Linked DNA regions of Zea mays: regions 1 and 2 are each linked to region 3. Evidence: chromatin contacts called from public Hi-C data. All regions are on one chromosome and are shown on one strand. Each heading gives the region's core, a stretch centred on a gene start, on an enhancer-like site or on the middle of the called end of the contact. The rest is flanking DNA. Distances are from core to core; before and after follow the strand shown.

Evidence for each region. A called contact is a pair of places that touch in the nucleus more often than the background predicts.
Region 1: a contact with region 3 is called in a Hi-C map of leaf, with 5 times the contacts expected there. The contact joins the promoter of LOC100276175 here to the promoter of LOC103651514 in region 3. A contact is called at or near these places in 8 of 25 Hi-C or Micro-C datasets (ear, endosperm, leaf and 3 more).
Region 2: a Hi-C map of tassel shows a contact between it and region 3, with 5 times the contacts expected there. The contact joins the promoter of LOC100276743 here to the promoter of LOC103651514 in region 3. A contact is called at or near these places in 9 of 25 Hi-C or Micro-C datasets (bundle sheath, ear, endosperm and 4 more).

The regions. Positions count from the first base shown.
Region 1 is chr3:224,794,119-224,798,522 of Zm-B73-REFERENCE-NAM-5.0, forward strand. It overlaps LOC100276175, which reads right to left and starts at 2,155. Exons shown (of 1, transcript NM_001150025.2): 1 at 1,531-2,155. The coding sequence starts at 2,037. The coding sequence ends at 1,675.
Region 2 is chr3:224,737,911-224,742,692 of Zm-B73-REFERENCE-NAM-5.0, forward strand. It overlaps LOC100276743 (3'-5' exonuclease domain-containing protein / K homology domain-containing protein / KH domain-containing protein), which reads right to left and starts at 2,394. Exons shown (of 10, transcript NM_001150459.2): 1 at 2,189-2,394; 2 at 1,129-1,289; 3 at 640-771; 4 at 483-533; 5 at 109-217. The coding sequence starts at 2,258.
Region 3 is chr3:224,926,224-224,931,014 of Zm-B73-REFERENCE-NAM-5.0, forward strand. It overlaps LOC103651514, which reads left to right and starts at 2,781. Exons shown (of 16, transcript XM_008677156.2): 1 at 2,781-3,128; 2 at 3,220-3,364; 3 at 3,447-3,553. The coding sequence starts at 3,060. It overlaps LOC103651512 (carbamoyl-phosphate synthase large chain, chloroplastic), which reads left to right. Exons shown (of 3, transcript XM_008677154.4): 3 at 1-1,584. The coding sequence ends at 1,191.

The DNA.
Region 1 (4,404 bases), core at 905-3,404, 130 kb before region 3:
TAGAAAAAATCGAGGTTTTAAATCTGTTGTAGTTTATTGTGGTTGAGGCCTAACTAAGTTCAAAAGGAGAAAGAGAAAAGGAATTGAGGCCTTGTTACTATTCTTACTTTTTATGAATACACAAAAGATTCACATGCTATTATAACTAAGATAGAAAAAAATTAACCATACAAAAACATGGTTTCTAACGAGTGTCCTATAGGCAAGGCGGTAATGGGCTCTAAACGTTACACTATAAAACCTAGATCAAATCGGATTAGGATCGAGCTCTATTTCTATTCAAATGTAAACTAAAAATCAATTAAGGGCTCAAACAAATTATGAAGAAATATTTGGATCATGATTCATTACCACCCTTACCTACATGGTCTATAGAATTACAACCATGGATTGAACCATCCTATTTAGCTAAGCACCCGCCGCCGGAACAGTAGAGTAGATAATTGGAGCAAGCAACCGATAGCCCTATTTAGCTAAAACCCTAAGGGTTACACTAATTGGGCCTTAATTCTAGACGTCTAGCCCAAAGCAAAAATAGGCCAGCCGTCAGCCAACTAAACCTATCTAGTTGTCCACACTTTAACTGGATGATTAATCGCTCTTGGTCGACGACTAATCGGACGACTGGACGATTAGTCGACCTAATCGGGTCGAATACACTGGTCGCTCCACTAAAATCGACTAGACCGACTAATCGTGATTAGTCGGATCACTTGTAATCATTGCTTCTATGTGAACGGTTTCGCCCATCGTTGAAACCAGACTAATGACCAAGCGGAAGCCCATTCGTCGCAGCTCCTAGCATATAGCTGTGATGGAGGCTTCCTAAATGCTATCTAGCGGACGATTGTGAGAGGGACTGAGCGCTTCCTTGGACTTAATGCAATCTATGACAACTTATTCATTCTCCTATTATATTTTAAGCTTCACTATATGTAAACAGTAAAGTACCGACATAGTTATGCTCCTTAATTTGGATAATCAGAAAAGAAATGTAGAGTGGGACTTCCGAACCACTATAATTTACTCCATCTATTCATTTTTATTTATCGCGGATTAGTTCAAAAATAAACTAGAACAATAAATATTCGAGAACGGTGATAGTACATGTCAATCTTGTGCCCCCTTCCCAAATTTTTTTTTGCCTAAGGTCGATCATTGCGTGTTTAGCAGCTTGTGGACATAGGAACACAAAGAAGAGAAATTAAGATGAAAAAAAATGAAAACCATACGCATTACTACTAGTTAACAAGGCTGTACATAACATACGTGGTATTAGTAGCCATTATACTGCTGCACGGAAAGAGATCGTCAAAAACAGAGAAGCACGCTCGCTCTTTTTTATGTCATCGCGCCAACCAATGGATCCATGGGAAGACAAAGCTTCCATCTCCCTTTCCACGCACGCAAGCTAATCGCATCAGCGCGCAATAATTGACCACAAAAAAAAACTAAGAAAAAAAGGAAGGACTGACAATAGCAACCACGTACGCTCATTGATCACCTGAACGATGAATTTATCTGTACCAATTTGGTCTGAAACAACCTCTTGAGTCACACATCTCATGAATACATACACTGTACTGGTTGGTTTCACATCACCAGGAAGGATGAACAACATCTACGAGAGCCAAACAACAACCATGGAGAGCGGTGGTGTGCGTGCTCTGAGGATCAGGACCAACCGTAGACGAGGTCGAGGTAGCGGTCCTTGACCCACCTGAAGCTCTTGCGGAGGGAGCCCTTCACCCTGCCCTCCACGCCGTACGCCTTGTACGCCGCCACGCGGCGCTTGCGGTCCATGTCCGGGTCCGCCAGCCACCGCCGCTTCGACTTGCTCCGCTTCACCTCCTCCTCACCCGCCCCCGGGCCTCCGTACTCGTACTGGTTGTACGAGTAGGACGACGGCCCCGTCCCGCCGGCGCTGTAGGAGTAGGACCGGAAGTCCGCCCGCGCGCCTCCTCCTCCGCCGCCGCCGCCGCCGTAGTACGGCTCGATCTGCATGCGCCCGCCCGCGTACGACTTGGACCGGTCCATGGCTAGCAGAGCAGGCCAGCAGGCTATGGGCGATCGGGCGGTCGAGGCAGAGGCGAGGGATATGACGACGACCACCACACGGCGACTAGTGATAGTTAGCGACGGTTTGGTTGGGAGTGGGAGGAGAAATGGAGGTGGGAGCTGCGGTGGTTGTGAATATATGTACGTGCTCGATTGGTTTGGACGGGGAACGGAGAGAGCGACTCGTACTGTATCTGTAATTCTGTATCCATCCAATCCAAGCGCGCGGTTTTGCCACTGTTTTGTGTTTTCAAATTAAGGACCCAAAACCCAACCCAAGTCCTCGTTGACGAATTCTAGACAGAAGAAAAGTCAGTAGGCCGGGGTGTATGCTGTTTGGTGTAGGTCAGTAGGTGTACGCACGACAAACCGTTGCCGGTGGCATCACTCTTCTGGTAGGTTTTAAACACACACGCGGTGCGAACGAATTAGGGGGCGGCTGATTAATTGATCGTTACGCGGAAAAGAATCCATCAGTTGGTTCGTGTCGTGGTGGTCGGCGTTGGCCAGCTGACGCGGATGGCTAGTCACAGATATCGTTGGGTACTTGGGTTGCCGAGGTGCCGGGAGTCACGGGTTGTTTCTAATAAGGCCTCATTCGGTTGTGCCTAACTAGACCAGTTTGAGTCTGGAATAGGAACCAATCCAGATTAAAATCCAGGTCTAATAAAAATCCAGGATCCTATTTTTTTTCGTGTTCGTTTAAGCCCATTAGAATTCTAGCCTATGGGTTTGGATTTTTTTTTTGACTTGAGGAGGTTCTGGATCGGATCCAGGAGTCGTATGGTCTGGAAAAAACCCTGGAAGCGAGTGAGCGAGCGACGGCGGCGGCGCAAGCGAGACACTGGCAAGCTCTACTCCGGCAAGCTTCTCTTCGGTTGGATAGATCTACTCTCCACCTCTCTCTCCCTGTCTTTGTTGCTTCAGAGAGGTCGAAGTGGGTAGATCCGTTTGGTACCTTCACCAGGAGACAGAAGTGGGCAGATCCGGCCATACATGAAGATGTGCTTGCCGACGGGGAGGCCGAGCGATGGCAGCGCACAGCAGAACAGGCGGATGTCTCGGGACAGCACTGTCTTGGCGACGAGTCTGCATGGGACCTTCCGGCGGGTTGGATAGCTGCGGCGGAGCGCCGGTATGACCTGCTATGGCTCTCGCCATACCTTGTCGTAGTCTACTAGTCTTTTTCTCTAACATCGCTGGCATGCCGACTCCACTTCCGCAGTCTGCTTCTCCGTCGCCGGCCGCCGCCATTCTAGTTCTCCTCTCCAGCTCTGCCCGTCAGTCTACTAGTCTTTTTCTCTAACGTCGCTCGTAGCCTCGCTGAGTCGCTCGCATGCCGACTCCACTGCCGCAGCCTACTTCTCCGTCATCGGCCGCCGCCATTCCAGCTCTCCTCTCCAGCTCCGCCCGTAGCCTGCTTCTTCGCTCGCGTCTTGTTCGCTCCGGTCTGAGTGTCCGTTTGTCAGATAGAAAAAAGACCTTCTATTTGCCTGATAGTAAAACTCAGAAATCAAGCGTTCTCTGGATGCTTGAGATATATTAGATGAGGATTTCTGCGTAGCAGTAGGATGTTGCCACTATTTGGTTGAACATCTTCCGTTGTTAAAAAACAGAAGGTGAATCAACATAATAAGCCTGAAGCTGTAGCTTCGTGTCTTTTTCTGTCCGGTTGCACGGTTGATTGCTCTGGTTTTGGACCGCAGGGTCGTGGCGCTAACCTAATTTTGTTTTTTCCTTCTTTCCTTTCGTGTCTTTTTATATGCTCTTTTCACAGTACAAGTGAACTTTAGTGATGTCTTTATGAATTAGATTACCATTGTTCTCCTTCCTGTCAGGATCTTGCAGTCATCTTTTCCTGCTCTAGTAATATTCAAACTAAATCTAATTTATTTATAATATTGTCAAACTAAATCTAATTTATTTATTTTCATATTGTCCCTTCTCCAGTAAGAGTCGGCGAAGACGAGCGTCTCCATCCTAGGAGGAAGGATGAAGACGCTCGTTTTAGTAATATTGTCAAACTAACTAGCTTTAGTAATTAGTTTTCCTTGTCTCTTGATGCTATTTTTAATTTTGCTATGGACATGAGCAATAGAGATCACATTAGGAGGAAGGAGGAGGAGGATGATGACCTCTTCCTTTTGATTCTTCCTTCCCTATATCTCTTGGGCTATCTTGTACATAGTAAAAAGAAATTGAGGCATACATCAGCGCTGACCGGGAAGGAAAAGGTCCGAGAGAGCTACTTGAAGGACATATTAAGAATTGTAGGGTATCATTTAGAATGGAACCTTACATTTTCAAAGTCATCTATGCACTGATTACATTAGTGCCATTCAAAGT
Region 2 (4,782 bases), core at 1,144-3,643, 190 kb before region 3:
CATATTAAGTGAAAATTGCAATGAATAAATCTACCATAGAAAATATGTGAAAAAATCTGGTAGCATTCATGAAATGGCAGACAGCTCAAATCAGAGTATAATACATACCACAGTATCGTTTATCAGCAAGAAGACTGACAAAAGATATGTAATTGTAATCATCAGATGTCTTCTTTTTTCCTTTCTGCTCCTGCTCTTGTATCAGAGAATAAGCGATCTGCGCACAATAATAGTAGTTTAAGCCTTTCTTTCTTGTGAAGAATAACCACAGTATCCTACTTAGTACTACAGAGAACTCTCTAGAAAGGGGTGCCAGTACTTATGCAGAGTATATGGTCACTAACTCATGATAATGCTAAGTTCTAAAGCTTTGTGCCAAAGAAGAGAACATGATCACACATTGATAGTACAGAGAAATTAACCTACTTATGAAATTCACTATAAATTGTTCATATGAGCAAGTAAATATATGTCGTGATTACCTGTGTATCCATCACATTGTGCAGTTTGATGCCAAACTGAAAATACAAAGCCTGCAAAAAGTGATAAAGTCTAAACTAGTTAGTCAAGTCTACAATCTCCTAAAAGGACAAAAAGAAAACATAGCAAGCTAAAAGTTCCCAATGCATAATTAGGCACCTCGCTGTCCCTTTTACAATCATGAATAACTTTGGTGATATGATCAGACTCAAGTGCGGGCTTACAAGCTTGAATAAGTTCTTTTCCACCCTCAATAGCATCAACTAGGTAAACAGCGTCAGGGAATGCAAGCTGCAATATAACGACAACCAACAAAAAGTATGTCATGTCAGTATCTTAGATGTAGAGAGATGGACACTTTAGGACAACCTCAAGAGCAAGTCAAGTATATATAAAAGTTAGATGAAACAGTAGGCAAGTCTGCAGAAAGATACTTATAAATGTTTGACCCTTGAATTCAAAGTATCGAAGTATATATCTAGCACAATTCATGGAAAAACGAAGGCCATTGAAGCTGAAGGTAATGAAGTAACATTTTAGTCCAGTTATAAGAAAAATGCATGGCTGCTGCATACAGAGCGATGTCACAATCATGAAACAAAATCATATAATACAACACCATGACTGCTAAGGTTTACTTTTGCTCACCTGCATAATACAGAGAGCACCATTGCGACAGAGATCAACACCTTCACAGTCAAATCCAATTACCAACTTCTGGGCAGCTGAGGGTTCAAGAAACTCGACTGGGAGTTGACCAGGTTTGGTAACGATATGACAGGGGGGGCATGGTAATTCTGGGATGTTATCTGCAAGAGAACTCAAGTGATCAAAACAAAGCAAGTAAAATTGGTCCATCGGTGCACATCTGTACAAGCAAACCCCAAATCAATGGGAAATTATATGGACAAAAACAGTTCCAGGTTCTGAGCAAGATAAGTGATCCTAGCAATCAAAAAATCTACCAACAAACACACAGGTAGCTAGATGCAGCCAATTTCACTGCCAAACTATTAAGTAAATGGGTAAGGTGCATGGGAATGAAATCATAAGAACCTCTTATTCCAGGATTTCTGGTACAATGCAGCTCTACAACTAATTCCCTATCAATGCTAAAAAGAAGTACTGATAAAGTAGCAAGCACCTATCAGCAGGTAACTAGCACAAGCACTAGGATATCTACAAATTATTTGCATACAAAGTACAGAACTATTGGCAGTTCACGACACAAGTATTTCACTTGAACTATCGGCATTCACTCCATGAAGTCGTCCTGCAAACCCGCCCAAAAAATCCTCGTCCTAGAGCAACCCGCACGAAGTAACTAGCTGCGCAATCAAAAAGCATCTGCATACCAACAGTACGACCCTAAAACCCTAAGATTAAACCATGACACAAAACGCTCCAACAAAATATAGCAAAGTATAAGCTAAAAAAACAAGTACACGAGCACTAAACGAACTCCCAGAACCCTAAAAGCAGAGGACGACGATGCAGCGCCCCGGGCACAGACGTCGGGCTCTCGCCGCGCGGGCGCAGCACTATGAGCGCGAATGGGGCACTTCAAGCGAAACGGAGTACCGGGCAGCAGGATCGCAGCGCCCTGACCCTCCACTATTTACACCACGAGCAGAGCAACACTGGGAGAGCCGAGCCACCAGGAGGATGAAGAGAGGACGGGAGGGGGAGGCAGAGGCAAGTGCCGCACCTGAGGGGGCGTCGGTGTCGCTGGTGGCAGCGGAGTCGAGGGGCTCGGATTGGTGTGAGGCTGAGGCCATCTCGATCCCCTCACGATCGCTCGCAAAGGGGGAGGGAGGCAGGAGGCGAGCGCACCGGCGACGGAGAAGAACAAGGACAAAAAGAGACACGAGGACGAGGGATGCGCGGCCGCGCCTAGACGTTGCTGCGGCGACGGTTACTGCCGTGTCCCGCGGCTGTCGGCTGGGCTTGGGCCTGGTCATGCATTGCGTGAGCTACACCGGCAGGCGGCAGCCCAGTCTGTGATGGTGATTAGTGCTGGGAATTGGGCCGGGACGGTGATTGTGATGCACTGAGGCTATTGGACTCCCTGGACGATCTATCATCAACCATCGTAATCTCATTTTTTTTTCAAACTCCAGAATCAGATATCTTCCCCTGGACTCTCGAGACCATTCAGATTAACTTCCTGGCCTGTTTGAAGTAGTTTTAAATGTATTTTTGTCTCCTTTATTTGTACACAAAAAAAACAGTAAATGCTTGATAAGGCTGTCAAATAAAACATCGAAAATATCTCTAAATCTATACCTATATTATATTATATGTCTAATATTAAAAAGGCAAAATTTTCTCTCCACATATTTTTCGGTGCACCTCCCTCTAACTACCCAATTAGTAGAAAATTTATTATGTTGTTATAGTCTGATTTCAATACACAGCGAGTCAGATCCTCTGTATCCAGTATTGGCATGATTGGTTGCCCACTCGCGTCCATCCACGCTCTCCACATGCATTGATGTAAAGCCCAAAATTGATACAAAAAAATAATAAAATAAAGAAAAATATATTTATGATAGTATTTCAAGAATTATTAAAAACTTTGGGAAATTTATTAGGACCCTTTTTCCTGTTCATAATCAATTAATAATATTAAATTAATTAAGTAGCTAACAAAGAAATAAAAAAGGTACATCTCTTGCTAAGGATGTTGTAGTGATACATTCTATTGAAAACATATATTTAATCCCAAACCATAAATGGAAATATAAAATAGAAAATGAGAAAAGAAAATTTATTTAAGTCTAGAATTAAATAATGGAATGGGAATAAATAATAATATTGAAATTAATAGGATTTATATTCACATTAGGATAAATTTTGGCACTTGAAAAATGAAAGATCAAAATAGGAATTAGAATTTGAGTTTGAATGTTTGCAAAACAGAAATAGAAAAGAAAAGAAAAAAAAAAGAAGAAAGACTTCGGTTTGGGCCCAACAAACCTCTTTTGCCCCAACACTCCTGCGCGACCCAGCCACCCCTCCGCCAACGTGCCTACACTCACCGACCGGTGGGTCCTCGGTGTCAGCCGACCACCGCGTACACCTTGGTCGCAATTGGCTGACACTCGGGGCCCCGCACCAGTGGGTCTGGTTCATACGTGCGTCGGCCGTTTCGCTATCAGGTGGGCCCGGGCGTGCAGACTTATCTCCTTCGCGCGCGGCGGCGTCGGTGGTTGTTGCAACAGCTCCCCGCAAAATCGCCGGGCTCGGAGTGGGGTTTGTGTTGGTCGTGTAGTCCTTATAAGATCCAAGGCGTTCGAATGCTCCTATGACTCGTTCGGCTTGGTCTAGCCCCTATCCATAGTAAGAATCGTGGGTATGCGGGGTGAGTTCATGGCCACCGCCATTGATTCTCACCGGAGTGGAGCCTTAGTCTCCTGTCGTGCCTCTCGGGTGCTGGTCTTGCTGTCTGGGTGTCGCGACAGGGGGTTAATCAGCGGGTGGCTCATCGAGCTCTCAGAATTTATCATCGATGATCATCGTCACACCGCGGGCCGCTCTTCATCATGGTCTGGTCTGTTGTCACCTCCATCGCTGGTGAGGATACTTTCCTATGATTCACGTGCAACTCCTCTACGTTTTGTGCACCTCAGTACTCGGATATTGTGCATTGGGTGTCGGGATGGCCATCGCCGGTAGGGATGCGTTGTGGGTTGTGGTGGCGCTGTTGCCTGGAGACCAAGGGGAGAAGAGGGAGTGCGGACCGTCGATCTCACATGTACGGTTTAGATTAGAGACAGCTTACCGGTTCGGGGTGAGGTGAGGGGAGAGTGTTAGCCGTGGATCGCGGATCCGGTGGCCAGGATCCGATCACATTTTAACACTTCGCTCGCCAATCCTGACCGCCGATACCCGATCGGACGGGTACATTAGGTAAGCCATTCATTAAACGTTAACTGTTGATCCCTGATCGGACGTCCCAGATAGCGTACCAGTTCGATTCTAATTGGGGCAATGTGTTTCTGATCCAACGGCTCTGGTTGCTCCTTACCCCCTTCGTCGTGCACTTCTTTCAAAAGAGCCCTCGACCTTTCTCGTTATAAGCCCACAGTCAAAGATAGTGCTAGAATAATTGTAGCTTGGCTCGTGATCTTCCACAGAATAGTGTCCCCAGTCCATTCAGCGAATAAAGGGAATAAAATAATTTAGGAAAATGATTTCTAGTACAAAAATAAATCCAGAAACTTGTTTAATTCATTTTAACTCCAAATTAATCCATTCCAGTTGCAATAAATTCATATTAATATTGTTATTCATCTGGTA
Region 3 (4,791 bases), core at 1,531-4,030:
AGAAGTGAGTCTGATGCATTGGCAATTGCCTCAGAAATAGGCTACCCTGTTGTGGTCCGTCCGTCATATGTTCTTGGTGGACGGGCAATGGAGATTGTGTACAACGATGAAAAGCTGATCAAGTACCTTGCGACTGCAGTGCAAGTAGATCCAGAAAGGCCTGTTTTAGTGGACAAATATCTGATTGATGCAGTTGAAATTGATGTTGATGCATTGGCTGACACAGCTGGGAATGTTGTGATTGGTGGAATTATGGAGCATATCGAGCAAGCTGGCATACATTCAGGCGATTCAGCATGTTCTCTTCCCACTAGAACAGTCTCAGCCAAGTGCCTAGAAGTCATCCGTTCATGGACCACCAAGCTAGCAAAGTGTCTGAATGTGTGCGGACTAATGAACTGTCAGTATGCTATATCCACTTCTGGTGATGTGTTCTTACTTGAGGCAAACCCTCGTGCATCACGCACAGTCCCTTTTGTATCCAAGGCGATCGGCCATCCGCTAGCCAAGTATGCATCACTGGTGATGTCTGGTGTGACCCTGCCAGAGCTTGGGTTCACTGAAGAAGTGATTCCTAAGCACGTGTCTGTTAAGGAGGCTGTTCTTCCGTTCGAGAAATTTCAAGGGTGTGACATTCTCCTCGGACCAGAGATGCGCAGCACCGGGGAGGTGATGGGCATCGACTACGAGTTCTCCGGTGCCTTTGCAAAGGCGCAGATTGCTGCGGGACAGAAGCTCCCCCTAAGCGGCACCGTGTTCCTTAGCCTGAATGATCTGACGAAACGGCACCTTGCTGAGATCGGGCGTGGGTTCCGGGAGCTTGGCTTCAGCATCGTCGCCACGTCTGGAACAGCCAAAGTGCTCCAGCTCGAGGGCGTCCCGGTGGAGCCGGTACTAAAAATCCATGAGGGGCGGCCAAATGCCAGAGATATGCTGAAGAATGGCCAGATACAGATCATGGTGATAACAAGCTCGGGCGACGCTCTCGACTCCAAAGACGGCCTCCAGCTTCGTCGGCTTGCCCTCGCTTACAAGGTGCCGATCACCACGACCGTGGACGGTGCACGGGCCTCCATCGATGCCATCAAGAGCTTGAAGAACAAGTCGATCGAGATCCTCGCCTTGCAAGATTACTTCCAGACTGCTGATGCTTCGGAGGATTTACAGGCGGTGGCACGAACCGCCCCTTAGTGGTGTCTCTTCTTTTCCCATATATAATGTGAGCCTAGCTCAAAGCCAAAACCACATCCCAAATGAAAATTTTGTTTATGGTTGCACCTGCAGCATGCATGCGCAAAGACAGGCATCCAGATTGTATCGGTCACAGGCATGGCTGGACAGAATCGGTGTTGGGCGAACGTAGTTGTAGTTTGTCATGTTAGAAGGGTGATAGCATCCATGGAAATAAGGCTTCTTCCCAACTGCGGTTTTGATGACGAGTACCATACCATATCATATCCCTTGTGGAGGTTTATTTACATTGTATCATTGTCTCACAAAAACGAAAATGTGCGACGTACATGTATTGTTATGCTTATGCATGTTATAATCAGATTCTTTGATGAGTAGACAGGCATTTTACTGTACAAGAAACGGTTTGTGTCAAGGAAGTATTATTAGGTGGTACTGTACAACTAGGGATGGCAATGGAGAATTTATCGTTGGGGAATAGCTCTTTATCCTTGTGACTAAACAAATTCTCCGTGGAGATATTCACAAACGCTTGCGGAAGATATTTCTTTTCTATCCCCGTTTCCGATGGTGATCCTGTCACCGCTTAAATTACAATTAAGATATTTTTATTAATATAAACACTGTCACTTATACACATTGTTAGATGTAAAAAATCATTACGTGTATATTAAAATGAACACATTTATACAATGAGTAATCTTTTGATAAGATAATTATTTATTTTTATCATTAGCTAGTACATGAAAAGATCATTACGTATAAGTTTAACGGATCTCCGCGTGGAACAGGATAGGGAATGCTTTCCTGTTGCCATCCTCGTTTACCCGTCGGAGGAAGAGATTCCCGTTTATTTTTCCGTGGGGAAAAACTTCTCTATCCCATCCTTTAAATAGAGGAATTCTCCGCGAAATCGAGGATCGGGTTTCCATTACCATCTCTATGCTGGTCAGTGGCACATAATGTGTGTTCGACTGAATTCTCATGAAGTTCTCCTAAAATCTCATAAAGAGCTTGACCAATCATTATTCATTAAGCTCTGTGTGGACTTGAAAAACTAAAAATTAAGTTGCAGACAGTGCTATCAATACTTAAAAAGTTGAACATTTATTGTTTCCACTTCTCTTGATATGTCTCGGACTTGGTTTTGTTGAATAGCACATAGACCGCCAACGGAAATGAACAAAATACACCAATCAGAAAAGCAAAGACAGAAATTTGAGTAATAACTTAATTTTACTCGAGTGGTGGTGGTGGTTCATTCATCGAGCGTTTGCTACTTGGGTTTAGGGCTGGTTTGACATGGCAGTTCGAGTGCTGGACCTGGACTGATGATGAGGCTACCTGTAACGACAGACCATGTCCCATCCCATCTACTACCAGTCTACCACAAGCCAAAACGACAGGTACTGTCTACTGTACATCCCTAACCGGCCAGCACTGAGAACGTTCTGCACTTCTGCTCATGCGCCAAAAACCAGCCCGTGCTATAGAAATGAGGGCTAGTTTGGGAGCCCAATTCTCGGTAGGAAAAAATTGGGCATTTCCCCTTGGCTAAAACCCACCGTGGAAATGGGCCCCGTGAATTTTTTCGGCTCGTTTGGAACGCGCTCACCCGGGCCAGCGCTCTCCCGACCCGGCGCACAGTTGGACAGTTGGTGGCAGAGCGGACGACAACGCACGCGCGCCTCTTCCTCCTCCTCCCCGCCGCCGCCGCCGCCGCCGCGCGCGCCTTTGCGTGCCCCATACCGTCTCCTCCAACACGCTCCCCTCGTTGGCATCAATTTCCCATCCCACCTGTCCACCGTCGCCCGCCGCTATCTCGCACCCGAACCCAGCGCCTCCCTCGTCGCCGCCGGCGCGCCGCCATGGTGTCGCAGCACGGCATCCTCCTCGCAGTTAACATCATCTCCGACCATTTCGGTCCTATCGTATCCGTAAGCCCGCTTCCATCCCCTCCTTCTCCCCTCCCCGCCGTTCCTCGCACGCTCTCCCTAACACTCGCCAGCCCAATCCTTTCTTCCACAGAAAGTGTGTGGCTGCCTTCTGCGCCACGGCGCGCTGTCGTTGCAGGATATCGTCCGCCGCCTCGAACTCTCGCCCGGGCAGGTGAAGAACTCCCTCCTCATTCTCATTCAGCACAACTGCGTTCAGGCCTACACAAGCCCCAGAGGCAAGCCTCTCTGCGAACCTTGCTTATAGCATCTGATTTAGTGCGCTATCAGAATTTGATGCCACTATTGGGCGGCTTGCAGGGGCTGGCGATAGGACAGTGACGCTCTACCTGGCCATCTTCGACAATGTTCTGCACCGGCTGCGCTTCTCAAAGTTCCTTTCCGTCGTCCGTGTGGATATTCCTGAGGTAGTTTGTATAAGTTTGGTTGCAATCATTTTGTTTATGCTGTTATATTTGAAGGGCCTATTTGGATACATGGGGACAACAATTAGCTCATATTTTTTTGATACCAATTAGAAAGACTAAACATAGGCAAAATCTGAGCTAATAAGAGCTAGTGATGGCTAGTTGGTGGTTAGAGTCCATTAGTCCTTATTAGGCTATAACTACCTCCTGTTTATTCTAATTTCACAAGATGGGCTAATTTTTAGGGATCCAAAGGGCAGACCCAGTGTCGGAGGCTTCAATATGAGTGTGGTCTAGAGAAGGGATAAACCGAGACAGGCCTTCTCCGCGCAAATGCAGAGAGGCTGTTTCCAACCCGCGACCTAGTGCCTCAGTGAGATAACTCTCACCACTGCATCAGCCTGCCCTTCAGCTCTATGATCCAAACAGACCCTAAAATCGAAACTGGTGTAATCAGTTGTGACAGTTTTTCTCTAATTGCTGAAGTCAGTATGGAGTAAAAGGTAGGTAGATGTGGTGGTTTGATAGATGCATCTTCACCTTGCTTAATGTTCCAGAGTAGTGGTATGGGCCAATGGAGTTTCTTAGTGCTACACTGAAGATTGTCAGGTCAAGCTAGAATGTGCACCATTAGTCAGATCTGGTGCCTTGGGTAGTTTGCACAATTGCACTTGACATTGTCAATAACATTGACACATTCATATTAGAGGGAGCTGTTCTAAACTTCTAACTGGGTAGTTTGCATTCGACATTGTCCTGTTATAGTGTTATGGCCTGCTTAGGGGGCTGTGCTGTATTAGAGGATTGAGAGTCTTCGAGGGTGAATATTTTTTTAACAGAACACTTGAGAATGGCATATGCTCGATGGCACCCAAAGACAACGCTGAGGGGCACATTATGATCTAGATCTATTAAAATATTATTATTTAAAAAATCACAACCTAGATATGGAAACCCAATCTAACTAACAACCTATGTAAACTAATGTTGCTGCATCGTCCCTCCTGCTGATCTGGCCTGACATGTCCCTACTCGTAAAGGTTGAGTATGTTCAAGATATTGTGTCTTGTTTGCATCCTAAACTTGTGAGTTATAATAAGTGTTAGAAAGCATTTTGTTCACCAATATTGATCATATATGGTCTAATTAATCAGTTAACCTTGGAGTTAGAAAGTGCAACCTGTGATGCCTATCCTAAATGTTCGATTTAATTGGTTATGCTCTTTTGTGATTTGCTA